2 separate regions of the Zea mays genome follow, and region 1 is linked to region 2. Evidence: chromatin contacts called from public Hi-C data. All regions are on one chromosome and are shown on one strand. The core of a region is the stretch at or near the end of the contact, and the rest is flanking DNA. Distances in the headings are between cores, read along the strand shown.

Region 1 (3,199 bases), core at 535-3,034, 370 kb before region 2:
GGCAGCCTTGCCATACCATCCAGCGCTGGGCTGGGAAGCTCCCCGCAATCCCTCTAAGCCCGGAGGCCACAGGTAAGGCCCAAACCCCCAACCCTGACCCTAGTTTCAAAGGGGTTGGTGAAGCCACCGTTGTGGCGTTCATTGATTGACTGAAAAAAAAATCGAGTGAGGGGAGGCTTCAAATCACTTGAGTGAGGTTTAGCTTTCCTGTTCTTTTCCGAAACTAAACTTCGGTAACAATAAAATAAATTGAAACCACTAGCCACTAAAGTAGCTACTGCTATCATATAGCAGATAGTAGTTTATTGCAGAACTTTACCCTCAAGAAACGGACATAGAATGCAGGGCGCCTATCAGGATCCTTTGCTTCCGCTAAGACGTTCTGGTGGACCAAGACATCGGATGCTTTGTCAACATTGATATCCAGCTGATAGCTACGGTATGAGAAAACAAAAGAAGAACCAATGTTATTGTTAGCTTCATGATTAATTGATTATACAAGTAAGACAACGGAAGAATTAATTAATTGTCATATAGCAATCCTAATGTGGAAACAGAGACTGCAGCTACCAGCTTCCTTTGAATATGATAAAAGTGAACTACCAGTCTACCCCACCCGGGAAGAATACAGAGGCAAGCTACAAGACTAAGGGATAAGACTGACTATGTGTTCAATACAAGGGAATAAGGGATAACTACAAGACTAAGGGCTAGTATGCAATTGTTAATCCACGCTACGATCTGGAACATATTTGTTTGTAAGCATATTTACTATCTTGAGAAATTTTGCGGCTATAGATCTAAAAGAGACGCTTTGGAATTTCACTTTTTATACAGGTAAAGACAACAGTTCAGAACGAGGATGAAAGCTTTCCTTTTTTTCCGGAAGGGTGTGAGCCAGCAGATGATTCTAAGAAACCCTGCTCACTCCATTTACTTCCAACGTTAGCTTAATCACAGAGCACACCAGATCAACATCGAGCCAGGCATGGCTGCTAGGTACCGTTCGAACACTAAAGTAGTGTAAAATTGTAAATTCATCCAGTCCTCAAGCAAACAGTACCGAGTGATGTCCGATCCAATTGCCAAGTCAAACAACAGTCTCTTAGCACATCAAACACGGAAGCAGCAGTGAGAGCACGGAAGCTAACCAAAAGGTCAACATGATACAAAAATTCACACCTAAAACGAAGCTCACCACTAAGCTTCGCCATGCCGACACCCAAAATCTGAAACCCGAAACGAGCACGCTACCCTCCTTGACCGAAACAATGAGCACAGATTTCCGCAACCAGGGCATGTAAAGCCTACACCACGGCAAGCGAAGGCCTAGGATGCGGCAGGCCGAGGTAATGGATCAGCACCTGTGCGGGAGCCGGCCGAAATGGGCGGCGAGCCTGTCGCGGAACTCGGGGTCGGACGCCTCCGCGTAGCCGTCGGCGACGAGGCGGTCGAGCACCTGGGCACAGATTTCGCGGGCGCCTCCGCTGCCCCCGCTCCCGCCGGAGCCGGCGGGCGCTGGGACGGCGTCCTCGCGCGGCGGGGACGAGCTCTCCCCGACGCCCTCCTCGACGGCCCCGCCGGGCCCACCCTCCGCCGCCACCATCCCCCACGCCGCGCCGCAGCGTCACCTGCCCCGCATCGCCGCCCCTCCCGCCTCCTTAGTTTTGCCTCGCCCACCCGCCAGCGCGCTCGCCCGCGTCGCGTGTTCTAGAAGCGTCGCGGGCGCTGGGCGCTCTGGGCAGTCGAAGGCGAGAAGGATAGGAGTGTGGGACACAGACCAGGAGACGAAGGAGGTTTTTTAACGCGCGAGGTATGAGGAAGAGAATACGAGGCTGTTCCAAGGGCAACGACGTCTTTTCAAGTCATCCCTCTGAGAGGAGAATGTGTCGAAGAAGAGGGCCCTTGGATTTCGCTATGCGCCGTAGGCCCCGGTGGCAGTGAGAGGGAAACAGTGCACGTGGTGTATGGAGGACACCGACTGCACGAACAGGGATGAAGGTTGAAGGGGCTGCTGCACAGTGCACTGCTGCTACGTGCACGCCACGAAGTTGTCTTTGCAGGTTTTCTGATGGGCCCGCGCTTCTTTAAGTAGCAATGATTCATGGCGTGAAATGGGTAAGAACAACGATCGGAAGGGATATCATTAAGTAGTGCCGGCACTCTAATGCTATTAGGGCTATATTTATTTAAGTAGTATAGCAAGTTGATCATGACGTATTTTTAGGGACTTTTATATCTGTTCAGTCTTGTCCCTCTTTAGGCCACCCTCACTCCACTTCAATACAGACATAACTGAACAAGCACTTAGTAGTAATGCCTTATGTCACCAGAATCGATCGGGAGGGCCATCATGTATCTTATGTCGGCCTAAACAACGAGGCTCTCACATTTTTATTGAAAGTCCAGGAGGGGAGAACCCCTACTGTAAATCTCTACTACACCATAAGTAGCTACCGAGGGCGTCCACCCGGCTTCACCGTGCCCCCGCCAGCCCCACGCGCCCCCGCGCCGCCGCCCGCTTGCACGCGTCCCCGCGCCCGACCTGACCCCTCCCGGTGGCCCGCACGCTCGCTCGACCCCGGACGCGCGTGCATGCGGGCACCCGATGTGGACATGGAAGGTGAGATCCACGACCATGGAAGGCGAGATCCATGGCCATGGAAGGCGCGTCCCCTTCCATACTTGGCGGCCATGGCATGCACCGTGCTCCCTTCCCCGCCTCAATCGACTACTATTTTGAGGATGGAGAGAGGCGAGGCCTCCAAACCATCCCCACTCTCCTCCCATGTGTCGCTTCGTGTTATCTCCAGCACATCTGTCCGTGGCTCTCGGTTCTAGATCTGGAGTCCTCCACCGCCACCAGCACGGCCGTAGAGGCGGAAGCAAGGGGGTTGGGCTTCTGTCGGTGCTGGACAGCGCGATGCCAAATGTGACAGCCACTCTCGCTGTCGTCCACCTCCCTCTTCCACGGTAGGTTCGTCCGCGCCGAGCCTAGATGCATAAAGCGAGCGAGTGACCGCTACAGCGCTGTCAGAGGTGAATCTTCTTCTCTTCTGCTCACAGGTTGCGAGGCTTGGGCTGAGAAGTTAATTTAGCTGCTCTTTTTGACGTGATGGTGCGGTTCAGAGACGGTAATGGAGGAGGCATCGCCCGGGACGGTGGAGGAGCCACTGCTGGTGAGCGCAATCAGAGGGAA
Region 2 (3,371 bases), core at 744-3,243:
TGCTTCACTCGGCATACTGCTATTCTTCCTCCTCTCTCGTGGCTTGCTGACCCGATGACGAACTCTACCAGTTCGATCGTTCTCTGGTGTGCGTCTCACTGGTGAGCAAGCGGAAGAGGGAAGAGTTGCCTCTATGCTCGTCGAGTTTGGCATACCTGTGCTCTGTTGCCGGTATCGTGCACCTGTGTGGTGCTACAGTTCTTCTTTAGTCTCTGTCCATCGTGGCCTGGTGCTTGAGCTCCCTGCTGTGCGGTGTTCCTCTTCTCGGACTGGTGTCGTGGATGTCTCCCTCGGCTCCGACAGCGGCTCTAGTATCTCTGTCAACCTCCCACCGTGCAGGTCCGGACGTGGACGACAGAATTGGTTTTCTGGGATAGAACCTTGTGTTCGCTGAGCTGGTCTTCCCACGTAGACAATCTATGTGTTGTGAGTTATCCATTGACTCTCTTTATTTATTGAGTAATTTTGTGCAATTTGCTAGTATTATTTACTTGGGTGTGATTGCACAATTTGTGGGCGGATTTATGTGCTCGATGATGATAGCGGTGTAGTGAGACAAAGTGACAGTCTGAGTTTTAGTGTGTTGTTATTTTCAGCATTAAATATATATTTGTGCTTAGTTATATCTCTCTTTGTTGAGGTTGATTACCTGTGTTAAATTCTGTTATTTTATTTACTGCTCAGTTCTTTACTTTGGAATTCATGCTTGAATTCTAGGCTCATTATATTTGTTCTAAAACCCTAATTTGATAAGGTAGGACTGTCACGTTAGTCAAGGATCTCTGATCACCACTTAGCGTTGGAGGGCTGTTTAGTGCAGCAACCCGCTATTTTGAGAGCAATATTTTAATATAAACAATCATGTTTATGTGTTTAATCTGCCTTCTTCATCTACTTGCCATGTTTAATATTCAAATGAACTTGAGTAGCTATGTTACATGTTTTCATGTCCTAGAAATGCTACTGTTCATTGCTGTTATAATTACACATGTTATTTATCTGAGTTATATGCTTGTCTTATTCGAAATTAGAATATTTAATTTATTTAAATATTTTGGAAACATGTCACTTATTTCTCTAAAACTACAATAGGGACTTTATGCTTATCCAATGTCCGCCTCATTAGATTCCTAGGTATTTTATCATAGGCCTTTTCCAAGTCGATAAAAACCATGTGCAAGTCCTTCTTCTGCTCCTTATGTGGCTCCATGACCTGCCTTATTAAGAAAATTGCTTCCATGGTTGACCTTCCACACGTGAATCTAAATTTGTTCATGATGATATGCGTCATTCCTCTCAGGCGATGCTCAATAACTCTCTCCCATAGTTTCATAGTGTGGCTCATGAGCTTAATCACTTGATAGTTGGTACAACTTTGAATATCTCCCTTCTTCTTGAAGATTGATACTAATGTACTGCTCCACTCATCGGGCATCCTGTTTGATCGAAAAATATGGCTGAACAACATGGTTAGCCAAACGATAGCAATATCCCCAAGGCTGATGTGGCCATGTAGGCTGTAACTAAACATGTAACTTTTGAACTCATGTGAATATGTTAGATTATGGCTTGTGAGCGATTTGAGCTTATATCTTGTCTATATGTGACTATTTAAATGTGTAATTTGTTACTCTTTGTCGGGTGCTAATCTGGTATGGGTTACCCATCGGGTGTCAATATCCACTCGGGTACGGGTGTGGCTATACTTTCTACCCGTGGCCGGGTATGGATATTATGGCGGGTAGATTTTGTTTTTATGGGTATAAATATGAGTATGCAATACCCGATGGATAAGTACTCGTTGCCATCTCTAGATCTGACCCAGCTCAAATCTTGATACCCAATGGAGAAACCATGGCCTACTCTCGCTGGGTCCACGGGTCACGGAGGTTGCCACCATCCTGTCACGGAAGCCCATCTACCTATCGGCCCAGGAATGTGCCCGGGATGTGGGACGGGGTTTCACGAGGAGAACATACCAACGACATCCTCAGGAACCGTTGACGTGGCGCTCCTCCTCCGACGATTCGCTCCCTCCCTCGAGTTTCACCACTCCCTCCTCTCGCGGCCACGCACTCCCCCGCCTCCGCAACCTCTCACCGCCGGTCCCCGCCCTCCGACCCTCCACGCGCAAACAGCCCGCCTCCATCCACCAGGATCCCCGATGAGGTGAGGCCTGCTACCGATCTCTTTTCGTGCACGAATCCCATCTCGCCCCCCTCCCCTGGCCGGGGACTCCGATGCGGCGGGATCCCGTGGCCGTGCCTTTCGCGCGTGGAAGCCGGGAGCCGCGGAGAGAATGCGGACCAGCGGTGGTGCGTGCTTGCGACGGCGTTTCGGCGGCTGCGGGATCCGTTTCTAGCTTGGTTTCGTGTCCGTGTCCGAGGTATCGGGTCGTCGGTCGGGATTACGATTTGCGTGCCTCCAGCTGTGCTGTGATCCGGTGATCCTGAGCGGGGAAGTGATTGGTTCCCTGTTTTTATGGGATTTTGCTCCAATCGGAAGGGGGAACTGGGTGGGTATTGTGGGTGGTGTCATCCGGTCGTGGAAATTGCTCGTGCGCTGCGGTGGTAGGCCCTGAGGCCTGACCCACTTCTTGGTCATTTGCAGCTAGGAGAAGTGTTGATTTGGATATTCGTGGAGTGTGCAATGGTGGACTTTGTTCGACGGCTCGCCTCTGCCCTGCTCAAGTGCTGCGACCTTGACATACCCAATCGGCCAAAGGGCCTCGAGGACCCCGAACGCCTGGCTAGAGAAACTGTTTGTATGCTCTTTTTACTCTCGCTATGCTTGTTTTCATATCTGTTGCCGTTTATTCAGCAGTGGATTTTCATTATTCTGCAGTTAATGTGAATGAAATCGAGGCTCTGTATGAGCTGTTCAAGAAGATTAGCAGTGCTGTGGTTGATGATGGCTTGATTAACAAGGTTTGTAGGTTCTAAGCTCTTAGTGTGAAGTGGCAGTGAATGACAACTTTGTTTCCATGAAGTCATTGTGTCTGATCTCTCCTTGGAGCTTTGATGTATTATCTGCAGGATGAATTCCAATTAGCCTTGTTTAAGACCAACAGAAAGGATAGCATGTTTGCTGACCGGGTATGCCCACTGGATCCTTATATATATTTTGTCAGTGAAAATTTTGTTGTCATGAAACCAAAGCTCACTGCTGAAAACTTCATGGAATTCAGTCTGTTCTTGCCAAATATATTGTGTTTTTTTGCTATTTGTGTCACATTATTTTTCTAGTTGTGTTTTATGAAAGGATCAACAGTATAGTATTTGTTTTATGAACATTCACATTAATCACATTATGCCAAGCTGTCTAGAACAGTGATAGGACATCATAGACCCTGAGCCTTTTAAGCTTCAATC

What was found. Hi-C and Micro-C count contacts between places; a contact is called where the count stands out from the background.
Region 1: a contact with region 2 is called in a Hi-C map of leaf, with 7 times the contacts expected there. The contact joins the promoter of LOC100273787 here to the promoter of LOC100284839 in region 2. A contact is called at or near these places in 3 of 25 Hi-C or Micro-C datasets (all in leaf).

Annotation. Positions count from the first base shown.
Region 1 is chr10:7,901,970-7,905,168 of Zm-B73-REFERENCE-NAM-5.0, reverse strand. It overlaps LOC100273787 (putative ACT-domain containing protein kinase family protein), which reads right to left and starts at 1,784. Exons shown (of 15, transcript NM_001148189.3): 1 at 1,365-1,784; 2 at 320-434. The coding sequence starts at 1,606.
Region 2 is chr10:7,534,621-7,537,991 of Zm-B73-REFERENCE-NAM-5.0, reverse strand. LOC100284839 reads left to right here and starts at 1,993. Exons shown (of 9, transcript NM_001157734.2): 1 at 1,993-2,169; 2 at 2,611-2,764; 3 at 2,845-2,927; 4 at 3,036-3,095. The coding sequence starts at 2,650.